Regions from separate parts of the Sus scrofa genome. Here all the other regions are linked to region 1. The links are chromatin contacts, called in public promoter capture Hi-C maps. All regions are on one chromosome and are shown on one strand. The core of a region is the stretch at or near the end of the contact, and the rest is flanking DNA. Distances in the headings are between cores, read along the strand shown.

The links. Promoter capture Hi-C pulls out the DNA fragments that hold promoters and counts their contacts.
Region 2: a contact with region 1 is called in a promoter capture Hi-C map of fetal liver, with 5 times the contacts expected there. The contact joins the promoter of IMMP2L here to the promoter of LRRN3 in region 1. A contact is called at or near these places in 2 of 5 promoter capture datasets (fetal liver and liver), 3 of 47 Hi-C or Micro-C datasets (embryonic fibroblasts, liver and skeletal muscle) and 1 of 2 datasets of contacts at active chromatin or transcription factors (skeletal muscle).
Region 3: a promoter capture Hi-C map of fetal liver shows a contact between it and region 1, with 4 times the contacts expected there. The contact joins the enhancer-like site here to the promoter of LRRN3 in region 1. A contact is called at or near these places in 2 of 5 promoter capture datasets (fetal liver and liver), 15 of 47 Hi-C or Micro-C datasets (adipocytes, alveolar macrophages, brain and 11 more) and 1 of 2 datasets of contacts at active chromatin or transcription factors (skeletal muscle).

What each region holds. Positions count from the first base shown.
Region 1 is chr18:34,464,198-34,467,007 of Sscrofa11.1, forward strand. It overlaps LRRN3 (leucine-rich repeat neuronal protein 3), which reads right to left and starts at 1,464. Exons shown (of 2, transcript XM_003134770.4): 1 at 881-1,464. The region is part of intron 4 of IMMP2L (mitochondrial inner membrane protease subunit 2); the gene reads left to right.
Region 2 is chr18:34,005,419-34,008,228 of Sscrofa11.1, forward strand. It overlaps IMMP2L (mitochondrial inner membrane protease subunit 2), which reads left to right and starts at 1,423. Exons shown (of 7, transcript XM_021079089.1): 1 at 1,423-1,504; 2 at 1,998-2,070.
Region 3 is chr18:34,084,591-34,087,400 of Sscrofa11.1, forward strand. The region is part of intron 4 of IMMP2L (mitochondrial inner membrane protease subunit 2); the gene reads left to right. Among named protein-coding and RNA genes, the nearest start is that of IMMP2L, 79 kb to the left of the region's middle. Within about 2 kb of position 1,396, at least 3 of the 83 cell types and tissues checked have an H3K27ac peak or open chromatin away from gene starts, as enhancers often do. A contact at or near this core is called in fetal liver, where this site is marked.

The sequences.
Region 1 (2,810 bases), core at 214-2,713:
AGGCAAATTAAGCCATCTAGCTCAATAACAGCAAAGGGAATATAGTAGTTGATTTGAACAAACAAGCCTCTTAAATAGGAAATGTACTTTAAAGCTATCCTGCTGTGATCCTGTTAATTACCACAGAAGATTGGAACTCTTCTGGTTCATGGGATCCTTTTACCTAGCGTGTGTCAATTCCAGCTGCATTAGCCATCAGACATTTGCACTGTCCTTTCAAACCAGTGAGGGGATGTTATTAAAGGATACTCATTTACCCCAATCCGTAAGATGTAGCCTGGCAGAAATTCAATAACTGTTTGTGATATGCTCATTCCACTGCTCTGCTTAGTGGTTTTAGCTCTTGACATGCAGCAGCATTTGCCTTAATTTCCAGCAGTAGATGAAAGGGAGAAAAATGCCCCATTTGGGGGTTGGTTTCAAAACAGAGAATGATGTGTGACCTGCTTTTCATTGCAAATAATGTGAAGCAAAGGAAAATTCCCGCGCCCTCTCTCCCTGTCTCCTTCTCTCCTCTGGTCTTCTCTCCCACTGTCCCCTTCTCTTCTCTCTTGGTCTCTCTCCTTTCTCTCCGCCCCCCCCCAGCACTGCTTTTTCTCTCCCACTCACATCCTCTGATGGGCGTTCAAGCTAGTAAAATTCATGTTGGAGAATCCCACAAACACAGCTAGACATGCACAGAGCCAGAGGGCTTTTGCATTTGAATTTCCTCTCAAAAGTAAAATGGAAAGAAAAGGCGTTCAGAATGCAGACAAGAAGAGAACATCAAAGGAGAATTTCAGTGTTCAAACAAACAAACAAACAAACAAAAAAACCCAGCAAGCATCAGCTAAACAAGAAATAGAGCATATTTAAATAGAAATGTGTATTTCAAACTTACCCAGCAAAAGCGTTTCTGTGCTACACAACCTTCCTGTCCCCGTGTGCTGGACTCCTCAGTTCCTTAGTTGCGATAATCACATGGTTGTGTTCTTGCCCGCGTATAAAGAGGTGCATACGTGTGTGTACTAAAGTATACACTAACGTGTACTATAGATACGCACACATGCCAGCAATCTTATCTCGGTATTTTAAATTACAAACGGAGGCAGGAGGCTGCAGCTGGGATTCCTTCTTTTTCCCGGAACTCTTTCTCTTAGTCCGCAGGCAGGCAGGCTGAGGCTCTCAATCCAGTGAAGAGAGATCCCGAGAGCTGGCTTTATTTCTCCTGGTTTCCATGGTGGTTAGTGGTGCATCGTTCACCCGATCAGTTGTCACACTGACATGGTGCTGCCTGCTCAGCGGTCATTAATAACCGAACACCCTCCACTCCCCAGAGAGGAGCCAATCGCTTCGGACTGCCAAGATGTAGCACTCGCAGCTGCTCCCGTCTGGTTGGCTGAAACAACCTGTCTGTTCTATGACACTGCTGCTTAGGATACAAATAAATGAAACAGGCTCGCATATTTTCCTGGGTATCATTCCCTCCCTCCCTCTCTCCCTCCCTCTCTCCCTCCCTCCCTCTCTCCCTCCCTCCCCTCCTTCCTTCCTTCCCTCCTTCCTCCCTCTCTTCCTCCTTTCCTCGCTCCCTTTCTCCTTTCCCCGCTCCCTTTCTCCTTTCCCTCCTTCCTTTCTTTCTTCCTTCCTCCCACCCTCCCTCCTCCCCTTCCTTCCTCCCTCCTTCCCTTCCTGCCTCCCAGTCAAAAACTGGGAATTTTTGACCAGGTTTCCCCTGTTTAGGTTGTCAGTCATTCAGGGAAACTATGTTTTCTCTCTGAAAATAGCAGGACACATTACTAATAAAGATTTCTCTAATATTAAAAACTCCTGGGAGAGATGCAGAGCCTCCAACTTGCTCTCTCTGAGCTTCACCCATGGCAGTATTATTTAAAAAGTGTGGCTAGAAACTGTTTGAGTGGCATTTGGTTTTCTGTAGGTCCTACTTCATATAGCATATGTGCTTGCTGTTCAGTAACACTTTGTTTTTAAAGCAATGATATTTATTACCTGCACTGACCAATTTTTTAAAATAAAGCACATATTTGCTTCTCTATCACTTACAACATTGGCCTATGAGGGGGTATTTTTTAAAAATACTATTTCCAGTTACATTCACTCACTTGTCCTTATGTGGTGAAATTAATTTGCCAGCCACATGTGAACAGGTGCGTATGTCAAGGTGTTTGTGTGGGTGTCTGTGTGCGTGGTATGTTTGGGGTGTATGTTGTACTACTTTGGGGGAGCATTTCAGAAGAAATAAAATTAAATCCTCAAGAAAATGATTTCTCTTTATTCTTAGACCTATTTATTCTGAATTTATATTTACCAGAAGAATATACTGTATACACCACATATGTAAAGCACTTAACTGAACTAGCAGAAATTTAGAAAAGAAACACAGAAAAGCATAGCAGTGTATGAGTAAATACACAGCAATTTAAGAAATGCATGTTTTAAAATCTTAATTAGTATACTAGAGAAGCATCTTGTTAAAAAGAATGGAACATGAGGATTAATTTATCAACAGGTCAAAAACAGGTTAGATTCCTGACTCCAGCCCTAGTTTTGGGAGACTACCCTCTAGTGGAGTAAAAAGAGATGACATTTTCATGTTAGTGGATTTACTTGGGGAGGGGAGGAAAAAAAAAAAAAAAAAAAAAAAAAAAGCTTCGCACCTAATTGCTCCTTAAGTATTTATTGAAACGTCATAGACCAATAGTTTACAATTATTATAATCATAATACCAGCTTTTGTTTCTAACTGCTAAATATTTTCACTCTGTGGTTTTCTTTAAAATATTTCCAAATGCTTTATTTTTTCCCTCTAAAATT
Region 2 (2,810 bases), core at 173-2,672, 460 kb before region 1:
ATCAACATCCCGGCACCAAAGCGGTACATCTGTCACAACTGATGGAGCCACACTGGGACATCGTTATTAGCCAGAGTCTATAGTTTACATCAGGGTTCACTCTTGGTGTTATTCATTCTTGGTGTTATTCATTCTATATATATTCTATATATTCTATATCATACAGAATATATTTTCAGTGTCCTCAATATTCTCTGTGCTCTGCCTATTCTTCCCTTCTTCAATCATAACCCTTGTCAACCACAAATCTTTTACTGTCTCCAGTGGAGAGACTTTATGCTTTTTCAGATGGTCTCAGCTTCTTAAGTACATTTGATGAAACTTAGTGACAGGCTGGTCAGATTTAGCAACTCTTTTTGTATGTTTATTTATAAACATTTAATTAAGAAACACACATATCTGTCTTTGCTGTTTTTCTAGATACAGTCCATTCCAGGCTGCTCAGCTCCTAGTAGCCCAAAATTCCATCTATTTAATTTAGGACCACCTAAGTTAATTATTAATTAATTATTAATTACTAGTGCCAAGGTGTCCCAGTCCAATTTACAAATCGATTTCCATTGCTATTTGATGAGGGTGCTCTTATTAGCTGAGTGCCCTTGGAATTAAATCCTAAGCATTAGCAAATAAGAACTTACCTTACAGTAATTCCTTCAGTGACAAATAAGAAAAACTACAAAAACTGGTACATAACCCCTTCACAGGTGAGCAATTTTACTCTCTTCATGTCCATTTAAGTCTCTGAGTTTGTTTTGAAACCTTTAGAATTATTTTTAAACCAAAATACCAGAGCATCTGGTACTTACATTTGTGTTAAATGATTTGAAAATGCAGAGTAGTTTGTTAGTAACCAGAAGGACAATAAAAACAGACATACTCAGGGACGTATTTTGGAGAGGGGTATAAAAAAGTAGCTCTAGGTTACACTTTCTTTGAAGGTTGAAATAACCCAGCTTAGAGTTTGTGCCGTTTGAAGGCAAAAGCTTTGATATGAAATTCCAGTTTCTCCAAAGTAAACCACCTGTTCTGGATTACTCCCTTTGGCGTATCTAGAAGCAGCAAAACAATAGTTTTCCTGTGCCCACTTCAGCAGAAAAAACGCAGTAAGGAGGAGTCGACAGGGAGAGCCTAATATGGCAGTTTGCCACTGTGGCCTTGCACCCAAAGCAACTGCTGGGGTCTCAGTTTCCCCATCTGTAAGACAAGGGAGGGGGTAAAGACACAGTTTCACAGGTTTTTCAACTCTTGTTTCTCTTTCTGCCCTCAGTATGGTGCAGAGCTTGGAGCAAGTGCTCAATAGTGACTTGCTGTTAGTGTTATTTTGATCCGTTGTCGATCCACGCCGGGTTTTGGGCTTAACCCGCGCAGGCGCCCGGGAAGGCCGCTTAACCGCCCTGGGCGGAGCTTCGCCCGGCTCCCGCGCACAGGGGGCGGGGGCGGAGCTTGCCGCCGGCGGAGGGCGGGGCCTGCGCGGGGACTTCCCTTGGGCTGAGCTGCGCAGCGGGTGCGGAGGGTGGGGGGCTCCAGGACGGGTGGGAGGCTCTGAGGTTGGCGGGGGTGGGCCGGCGCGCCACCCCGGCTGACACCTGGTGGTCCCTAGAGCTTGGGACCCTTCCCCGGGAGCTGGTCCCAGAGGGGGCGGGCGTTGCTGGGAGGCGGAGGGCTGCTTGGCCGCAGGTCCTGCGGTGTTCGCGAGCATGAGTGCGTGCGCGTGTTTCTCTGAGGTCGGGCGCTGCGGCCGACTCTGCCCCCTCCTCCCGCTAACTCGGGTCGGCAGCGGGAGCCTAGAGAAGGCAACGTGGAGCCCAGAGCCGAGGCGCCCTTAGATCGCGCTCTCTGTCCCCAGCAAAGGGGACAACTCTGGCCCAAGTCCTGGCCTAGAGGGAGCGCTGTGGATACGCGCTGCCTTCTGCCTGGAAGTGTTGGGCAGGTGGTGGGAGTTCCTGAATGTCAGGGTTTTAAAACACGTGTTTGTCTCTGTCATTTTTACTTTTTAGGGTTTTGGCCAAATTGGGCGAGGGCACAAAATAACCACTTACCCCTTCTCACCGAGGAAGAACGGGAGAAAGGGTAAGTAAAGAATGGTCAAGGGTGGAAGAAGCTAGCACTTAATTCTGAGAGCGCTAGGGAGAGGAGGACGAGGTCCAGAACTGCCCTAGGGGGATCTTGGGAGCAAGTTTTATCATGTTATTGGGAAACTTTAGCCCACCTTCACGGGTCACAGGCTCCAAGCCCAAGAGTTGTTTCGGGTTTCCAGAGCCCTGGAGTTGGCTGGGAGTTTGACAGCTGGTATAGATCCCTTTTAGCCACTTGACCTGGCAGAAAACTCTCATTACCCTTCCCTTTTCTGGAATGTTGTTTGTCTCAGGCCCCTATGTCTGAGCTAACCTCCACCAGTCTCTGAGACTGTAGTGTTTAGGAGTCTTGGCTCCCTCTCTTCCCTCCCAAAGATCTGTCGTTCTTTCATTCTTTCTGCCTGCTCTCTGGGCATGTGGAAATTTCGGGGCCTGGGGTCAGACCTGTGCCATAGCAGTGACCTGAACCGCTGCAGTGATAATGCCAGATCCTTAACCCATTGCCCCACAAGGGAACTCCCTCAAAGATCTTTCATATTTGGGAAGGGGACTCCTGTAAAAATCCTAGTGGCTGGGGTGTAGGCCTGAAGCTGCAGCTCCAGAGTGGACCCCTAGCCCTGGAACATATGGAAGTTCCATGCCATGGGCGTGGTGGAAAAAAGAAAAAGAAAAGAAAAAAACCCTTTAGGATTCCAAAGTATAAAGTTAATAGTGCCATCACAACTGTTGAAGTTC
Region 3 (2,810 bases), core at 146-2,645, 380 kb before region 1:
ATGAAAGTTATTTTAAACCTTTTTCTTTTAATCACTCCCTCTGAATATCAGAGTGGCAATAGAAAATTTTGTTGAGCAACGGAAAGATACAAAATGGTTTGAAGACTACCCTTAGAATGTATAAGGATGTGAAATTTTATTAAAGATTCTTACCAAACATTTGAAAAACACTGATTTTATTTAAGCAGTTGCTCAACTAAGTGAAAATTATTATTTTCCTTTACATAAAAACCTGTAAACCTCTGTTAGTTCCTTGGTACAAGAATATAGAAGTAAGCTTCAGAAGATCTTGCTTCTTTCAGCTGTTATTATTTAATAACTGGCTTAATGACCTTGGAGAGATTTTCCAAGCTACTTTTTTTTGTTTGTTTGTTTGTTTGTAATGGCAGCACTCAAGCTATATGGAAGTTCCCAGGCCAGAGATTGAATCCAAGCTGCAGTTGTGACCTAAGTTGCAGCTGCGGCAACTCCAGATCAGGGCCAGAGATCAAACCCGTACTTCCTCAGTGGCCCTCGCTGCTGTAGTCGGATTCTTAACCCACCGGACCACAGCACGAACTCCTTTCTGAACTACTCTTTAGGGTCAGTTTTAGCACCTGCAAAGAGGTATAGACTAGTTGGTCTGTAAGTTCTCTTCCATTTAAAAAATTGCATGAAGGTGGTTTTAGGAATCGAGAAGGAAACGTTAGAGCTAAACATAAGAATCAGTCCCTCAGAATATCGGAAAAATATGTTGCTTACTTTTGAAGCTGGAGTCAACATTGATTTGACATTTTTTAAAGAAGAGAAGCCGTCTTAGTACATGAACCAGAAATTTTAGAGTGGGTAAAGAGACCTTGAACAAAGGGCTTTTTTGGTGAAAGGTATCAGACGAATATATGCTTATTAAGATTTCACCTTCAGTTGAAATGATTGAAAAATTAGAAAAAATTAAAAGTTGGCAGGCAGATATTTTACAAGAGGTTGAGCACAGAGTCCATTCCTATTTAAAACTGTTCAAAATAAGCTATAGAAATCTTAGATATTTTTTATCCCGTGTAATTTATTCTGGGAGTTGAGTTTTTGACTCTTCATGGTTAATCTTGTTCTGGTTATCTTCACCTCTTGTCAACCTCAGATGAATTTCCCACCTGTCAACACTCTGAGCACTTAGAAAAAAAAAATGGTCCTAGATCCCATATTCTCTTTCATAGTTTAGGTCCTGGAAATGTGGAAGAAGTCTCAAAATGAAACTTAAACATCACCTTATTTGATCTAAAGTCAGGAGCTACTTTCCCCCCCTTTTTTTTCCTGTTACAAAAAAAAAAAAAAAAAAAAAAGACACTGTTTTTGGTGAGAGGAGATGGCAGTTGCTGGGAAATGTGTCTGTGGCTGATAAGGAAGGGGAAGGGCTTAAAGCGACAGCCACCCAACTTCATTAGTGTTTCAGAGCTCAGGAAAACATGTCTTTGCAAGAAGGGAACAGGAATACTTTTTTTTGTAATTGTTTATTTGCATTAATGAAAAGCCTTAATGACCCATATCATGAAAGGTTACTCTTTGCATAATCTAGTGACAGGTTTACTCACATTCAGAGGTCACATTAATATTTACTGAAGGCACAACAAGTATAAAGTTTCACTGTATTAAAAATTGGGTGGCTCTTGAAATTGCTGACAGAAGCTGACTCAGTTTGATTTGCCTGTGGATATGATAATTGTAACATGGCTTGCTGTGTTTTTAGAGGTTATAAGTTGCAAGATGTGTATTTGCATCTTGGGAAAGTTACCATAGCCTGCTTTGACAATGCAGTAGGAAGTACTTAAGTGTGAGTAGTATGTCGTACATAAATTGTGGCAGAATTAAATAAGAATCATTAAAGTATGCCAGGTTTATTAAAAATTCATTATTCTACTAGGGGATCTTTAAAGAGCAGTAAGAACTTGAAGAAATAATAGGAAAGCTTTGGTAACAGTGACAATGTGTTAATTGAGTTGAAAGAAGGTAAAGAATGTATTAACAGAATGGATCCAAATTTGGCAAAAAAAGATTTGTAATAAATCATGGGAGGAAATCAGTTAATAAAGAGGCCAATTATCAGTGAAGGAGGGGAGTGTATTTAATGATTCTAAGTGAAAGGTTAAACTGCTTTTGTGAATTTCAGTTTAACAAAAATGAAGAAAAGCAATATGGATAATTAGACAGTAATAAGATCATACTGAAAAATATCAGAAAACTGCCTTAGGTGTTAGGGGACTGTTGGTTAATGAACTTAAGCTCCTGCAATTATCTTCAAATACTCATTTTTTGCTCTAGAAATGGAGGGAGTGATGTTTTTAGTTATTTTTTGTCTTTTTTTTTCCCCCTAGGGCCGCACCTGCGGCATAGGCATATGGAGGTACCCAGGCTAAGAGGTCGAATTGGAGCTACACCTGCTGGCCTATGCCATAGTAACAGCAATGCCAGATCTGAGCTGCATCTGCAACCCACACCACAGCTCAGAGCAATGCTGGATCCTTAACCCACTGAGTGAGTCCAGGCATCGAACCTGTGTCCTCATGGGTACTATTCAGATTTGTTTCTGCTGGGCCATGACAGGAACCCCTGTTTTTAGTTATTTTTAAGGAGGTGTGATTCTTTAGCACATTTATTATAGTGTAGATTTTTAAAATGGTAACAAATAGTGAAATGAATTTCTCATGAGAAGCATATCTGACATCTGTAATTTTTTAAAGTACTGTAATTTTTGCTACGTATATGTATTTGTTAGGGGTCAGTTATTTACATTTGAATTCTACTTTATTCATCTGTTTCATGATGTAAACAACTTG